Regions from separate parts of the Bombyx mori genome. Here region 1 is linked to region 2. The links are chromatin contacts, called in public Hi-C maps. All regions are on one chromosome and are shown on one strand. Each heading gives the region's core, a stretch centred on a gene start, on an enhancer-like site or on the middle of the called end of the contact. The rest is flanking DNA. Distances are from core to core; before and after follow the strand shown. Region 1 overlaps LOC101742160 (steroid hormone receptor ERR1). Region 2 holds the start of LOC101742160 (steroid hormone receptor ERR1).

Region 1 (2,700 bases), core at 90-2,589, 38 kb after region 2:
CACACAGCCCACCTGATGGTGAGTGGTTACCGTCGCCCATGGACTTCAGCAATGCCAGGGGCAGAGCCAAGCCGCTTTGAGACATTCCGTATTCTAACAAATGCCATTTCATACGAAACATTTTAGATACAGTCATGCGGGCTGTTCACATTGAAGTTAACAGTGACAGACGGAAGTTGGAAAATCTGGATTTAACGAAAGGAGTGGGGCCAGACAATATCCCACCGCAATTTATTGTTAATTGTGCTGAACAACTTTCCACACCCTTGTTTTTAATATTAAATCATTCATTATTATCAGGGATTTTCTCTGAAAAGTGGAAGGAAGCCCTAATAATTCCCATACATAAAAACGGGAAAAAAGATCTAATAACTAATTATCGGCCCATCTCCATCCTTTGTTACAATAGACATGATTTAAAACGAAATTTCACATTTAGGTACCTATGCCTCTCCAACAGTTGGAACTCGAGACTAAGGACGTGAAGTTCTGCGTTTCGCCCGAGGACGGCACGATCGTGGGCAACACCAGCCCTGAGCAGCAGCACTGTTCGTCGACAACCGCGGCCGCCGCCAGCGGCAACCGGGACGAGGACACGCCGCGCAGGCGGTGCCTCGTCTGCGGGGACGTCGCCTCCGGCTTCCACTACGGAGTAGCCAGCTGCGAGGCTTGCAAGGCGTTCTTCAAGAGGACCATACAGGTTAGCTGTCGCTCTCTCTCTGTCTTTCTTTCTCTTTCTCTCGCTTTCGACGAGCTCACAGCCCACCTCGTGTTAAGCGGTCACTGGAGCCCATAGACATCTACGACGTAAATGCGCCACCCACCTTGAGATATAAGTTCTAAGGTCTCAAGTATAGTTACAACGGCTGCCCCACCCTTCAAATCGAAACGCATTACTGCTTCACGGCAGAAATAGGCAGGGTGCTGGTACCACTCACAAGAGGTCCTACCACTAGTATTTTTGCGGGTTTGGTTTTTATTACACGATGTTATTCCTTCACCGTGGAAGTCAATTGTGAAGATTTCTTAAGTACGTACCTATTTCATTAGAAAAATCAGTAACCGCCTGCGGGATTCGAACACCGGTGGATCGCTAGATACAAATGCACCGGACGTCTTATCCTTTAGGCCACGACGACTTCTAGCTTAGTATCGTTACATTCCGTGTCCAGGGCAACATCGACTACACTTGTCCGGCGGCGAATGAGTGCGAGATCAACAAGCGGCGGCGCAAGGCGTGCCAGGCGTGCCGCTTCCGCAAGTGCTTGCGCACCGGGATGCTGCGCGAGGGCGTGCGCCTGGACCGCGTGCGCGGCGGCCGCCAGAAGTACCGCCGCGCGCCCGAGCAGGCCCAGCCCAGGGTGCAGCTCGACGACATCAAGGTCGGCAGACGTGACTGGGACTGTGTGTGTGTGTGCGTGCGTGCGCGCGCGCGTGTGTGTGTGTGTGTGTGTGTGTGTGTGTGTGTGTGCGTGCGTGTGTGTGTGCGTGCGTGCGTGTGTGCGTGCGTGCGTGTGTGCGTGCGTGCGTGCGTACACAAGGTATTTAGGTATCTGAATCCGGTCACCGTCCGGTTCGACGAGTAAATTAACCCATAGACCAGGGGTGGCCAACCGTTAGATCGCGATCGACCCTTCGATCGTGGCTAGACAAAATATATAAATACATAGATCAGACTGTGCAATGTAATCACCAATTGCTGCACGTAACATCTTCATCTTGTATCATTTGTTAATGACCATTACGTCATATTGTTTATCCTCTCTTCTACATAATAGTTCTCTTTTATTATATAATTTCAGGTTTATTTTAATCTTTTTAATAAAATAATATAATAATATGTTACTTATTTGTAGACTGAACTACATTATTTCATAAAATTTCAAGAAAGGTCATTAATAGATCGCAGAGTGCCTCGTCAGTAGACAGTAGATCATGATTCCAATCCAGTTGGCCACCCCTGCCACAGACACAGCTCACTGTGTTTCTCGCCGGATCTTCTCAGTGGGTCGCGTTTCCGATCCGGTGGTAGATTCTGCGAAGCACGGTTCTTGCTAGGGTCAGTGTTAACAAATTCTTTCAGGTTGAGCCCGTGAACTCACCTACTTGTCAGCTGGAATATAGCCCCTTAGGATACCAACAAACAGGTAGGGAAAAAAGGTTACATTTTTCCCTACCTATTCTAATAACCTCGAGGGGTTATTCTAGATTCACCGAACTAATAGGTGAGCTCAAACCGGGAGTGTTACTAACACTGGCCCTAGCAAGATCAGTGCTTCGAAGAGTAGGTTGCTTAGCTGTCGTATTGTTAAAACTGAGACATTAGAATTCATGCCTCAAGGTGGGTGGCAGCATTTACGTTAACAACAGGTGAGCTTTTAGCTCGTCCGCCCATATAAGCAATAGAGAGAAAAAAAAAGCGTGGGGTGCATGGTATCAGTAGTTATAAATATTTTATGAACAGATATGAGTAGAAAGGTTATTTTGATAATATCCTGAAAAGCATCCTACGCTTTTTCAACAATAAAATCATTTTTTCTTACACTATTTTTAAACTATTATTTATTTTCAATTTTTTAGTATTGATTTGTCATCGATCCTTAATAAGTATACCACCAAATTTCGAGTTAATCCGACATTTCGAAGGGGGTCAGAATCACGTTCAAAGATTCCATTACAAACATACACACGTCTGAAGCT
Region 2 (2,700 bases), core at 140-2,639:
GTGTTTTACTTAGACTCGTAATACTTAAAACATCAGAAGGTATATTAAGTAGCAGTAAACTGTGACCTACTTTTCTATGCTGATCTCTATGTACTTTCTAAACTAATCTAAAGAACCTTTATTAAAATTAAAATATTAAAGAATTATTCAGTTAGTTCCGAAATAAAATTACCTGATGGTACTTTAGATATAAAGCAAACTTCAAACATATCATAATTCTCTGTGACGAATGAGAACTTTCCCTTTGTTACTGTATCTTTCTGTGATAAGATGTGCCCCTTCGAGTCTTTAATCTGTAATAATTGAAATCATTATTGTTTCTGTCTTTTTTTTGAGTTACACTGTTCGTTTATTCCTGTTTACAAAAAAAAATGTCTATTTTCAAAAAAGTAGTACCTACATTTTTTCATTTTCAAATATTTCTCTGTAAATTTTTTGTTTGTATCCTAAACGATAAATATCTAGTGGTGTACATAAGCCATGGCGTTTGAATATTACAAACATTTTTGGTTATGTCAGAAATTATACTCACAATATAGTCAACTCTTTGCCCCTGTATTTCTGTCACATCATATTCTCCTGCAACTAACACGTTGGCGTGTAATTCTTCTTTCAAACACTTGTGTGTGTTCGGCGCCAAGCTCCACATAATCGCATCAGTTCCATGCCAGATTAAGCTCAGTAACAACACGAGATATTGTACCTCCATGTTTATTGTGGTTATATATTATCTATCTTGCAATAAATAAAGCCGAATTCATAACATTTATGACCGGAAAACAAACATAATCTCTAATTTTACGTCAAATAGACCGATGAGTTGGCTAACGTCGTCGACCTTTTGGTTATTTTTTTTTTGAAAAATGTAATTGTGTTGCCAGGTTTCATTTCGGCGACTTCTAGCAAATTCTGCGTGGAATGGATTCTTTACATTCCTTTGAACTTGATTTAGCAGTTTTATACCCATACTGCTAGGTAGGTACTTACATTATAAATGCTTTAATATTATTAGAACAATAGGTTTAATAAGTACTCACAGTTTAATTTCTATTTTTTTGATCGTATCAGAAAAACAGTGATCAGTATCAGTCGATATTAATTTTTTGTCTTGTGATACATACATACATATTTGATTTAAATTAATTTGAACCCAATGTTTTGCGAAACACTTTCAGGTGGGAAATAGAATCTAAATTTATTCAGCCAAGCTATTTCTCGAAATCCATTTTTTAAAAGCTTGTTCCATTTCCATTTATTGGTGCACGTTATTTTCCAACTTTCTATCATAGCTGAATACAAATGGCAAACAAGAACATAAATACATTTTCTCTTCATGGATGAAAGAGACAGCGTTAGCTGATATTCTAAATTTAATTCAGTTCACAATAAAGCGATTACTGCGTTTCGTCGAATTCGAAAGTGCATTTTGCATTTTCAAGGAAATTAAAGAAATAACCTTAAATTAGTTTTTTTGAAACCATTATTGCTTAGAATCGCAACTTAATAGAACTTATTACAATATCTACTACTTAATTAATTTTCAAGGGACTTTGAATAGCTGTGTTGTGAAATAAAAGTGCGAAGATTATAAATTGCATCTGACTGATTGACAGATGCATAATTTATTTCTGTAATTCGAAAATTGTTTTGTGCAGATCTTGATTAAATGATTTGCCGAAAGTACGGTACGTCGATGCTTTAGTGACCGTAAATCACATTAAAATATAGGTAATTTCGGTGAGTACTCATTTCTATCTGTGCAAAAGTAAGTTTACATAATCTTGCAAAGTTTTAAAAATTACATCTTAACTAATTGATCCATAACGATTTATTTTAAACATAAAGGAACTTTTATGATATTAATAAATAAAAGTAAAATAATGGATCCAAGCTGTTAATTAAAATAAAATACTCCATAGATTTCCTTACAAGATTTTTATTGTAAAGGATCTGTAAGATGACAACAACAAATCCATAATAATACAACTGCTCATTACTAATTGTATAAAAAACTTATTTTACAATAGTTATATTAAAATCGGAAACTATTATTTTGAAAATAGGGTGATTCTTGCCATTATCCCACATCTTGCGATGTCAGTGCAGCATGTTCTTTTATCATTCTATTTCAAGCTATACTTTTCCTAATGATGTTATTACATGGTGTACATAATACTGAATGAACTTTGCAAAACGTAGTCCTTAATTCATTATGACGAGTTTAAAAAAAATAATTATTATATCTTACTTATATTTTTCTATAGGTTTTCAACCAATTAATATTATGAATGTGAAAGTTTATAAGTTTGGATATTGTTTATGCGATCACTCAAAAATTACTCAAATAAATTTCACATATTTAAATAGTTTATAACAATTTTTTTATCATAATAACAACATAACCTGAACAATGCTGTTTATATTCAATTGTAATTAATAAGATATGAAAATTCATAGTTTGTGATTTTACCAAAACCTTACCAGGGGATTGGGTTCCAAAAAATCTTTACCTCGGTAAAATATGTGTTTAACATTTCTAAAATATTAGTATAACAAGGGTGAAACCATAGGGCATGTCTGGTGATATATAACAGAAAAATACTAAAATTGTAAAATTTCATTTTCAGACCGCGACTATGTCTCTTCGCAGTTTCTACAGAGGACCCTGTAATTCACAGGAGATATGTGAAGGACAACCAA

Evidence for each region. A called contact is a pair of places that touch in the nucleus more often than the background predicts.
Region 1: a Hi-C map of middle silk gland shows a contact between it and region 2, with 2.5 times the contacts expected there. The contact joins the enhancer-like site here to the promoter of LOC101742160 in region 2. A contact is called at or near these places in 5 of 7 Hi-C or Micro-C datasets (middle silk gland, midgut, posterior silk gland and 2 more).

What each region holds. Positions count from the first base shown.
Region 1 is chr25:11,883,857-11,886,556 of ASM3026992v2, forward strand. LOC101742160 (steroid hormone receptor ERR1) reads left to right here. Exons shown (of 9, transcript XM_038020327.2): 4 at 440-700; 5 at 1,173-1,382. Among protein-coding and RNA genes, the nearest start is that of LOC101741574, 25 kb to the right of the region's middle. Within about 2 kb of position 1,340, at least 4 of the 8 cell types and tissues checked have open chromatin away from gene starts, as enhancers often do.
Region 2 is chr25:11,846,053-11,848,752 of ASM3026992v2, forward strand. It overlaps LOC101742160 (steroid hormone receptor ERR1), which reads left to right and starts at 1,390. Exons shown (of 9, transcript XM_038020327.2): 1 at 1,390-1,737; 2 at 2,628-2,700. It overlaps LOC733098 (transmembrane trafficking protein), which reads right to left and starts at 836. Exons shown (of 5, transcript NM_001047045.1): 1 at 533-836; 2 at 173-293. The coding sequence starts at 709.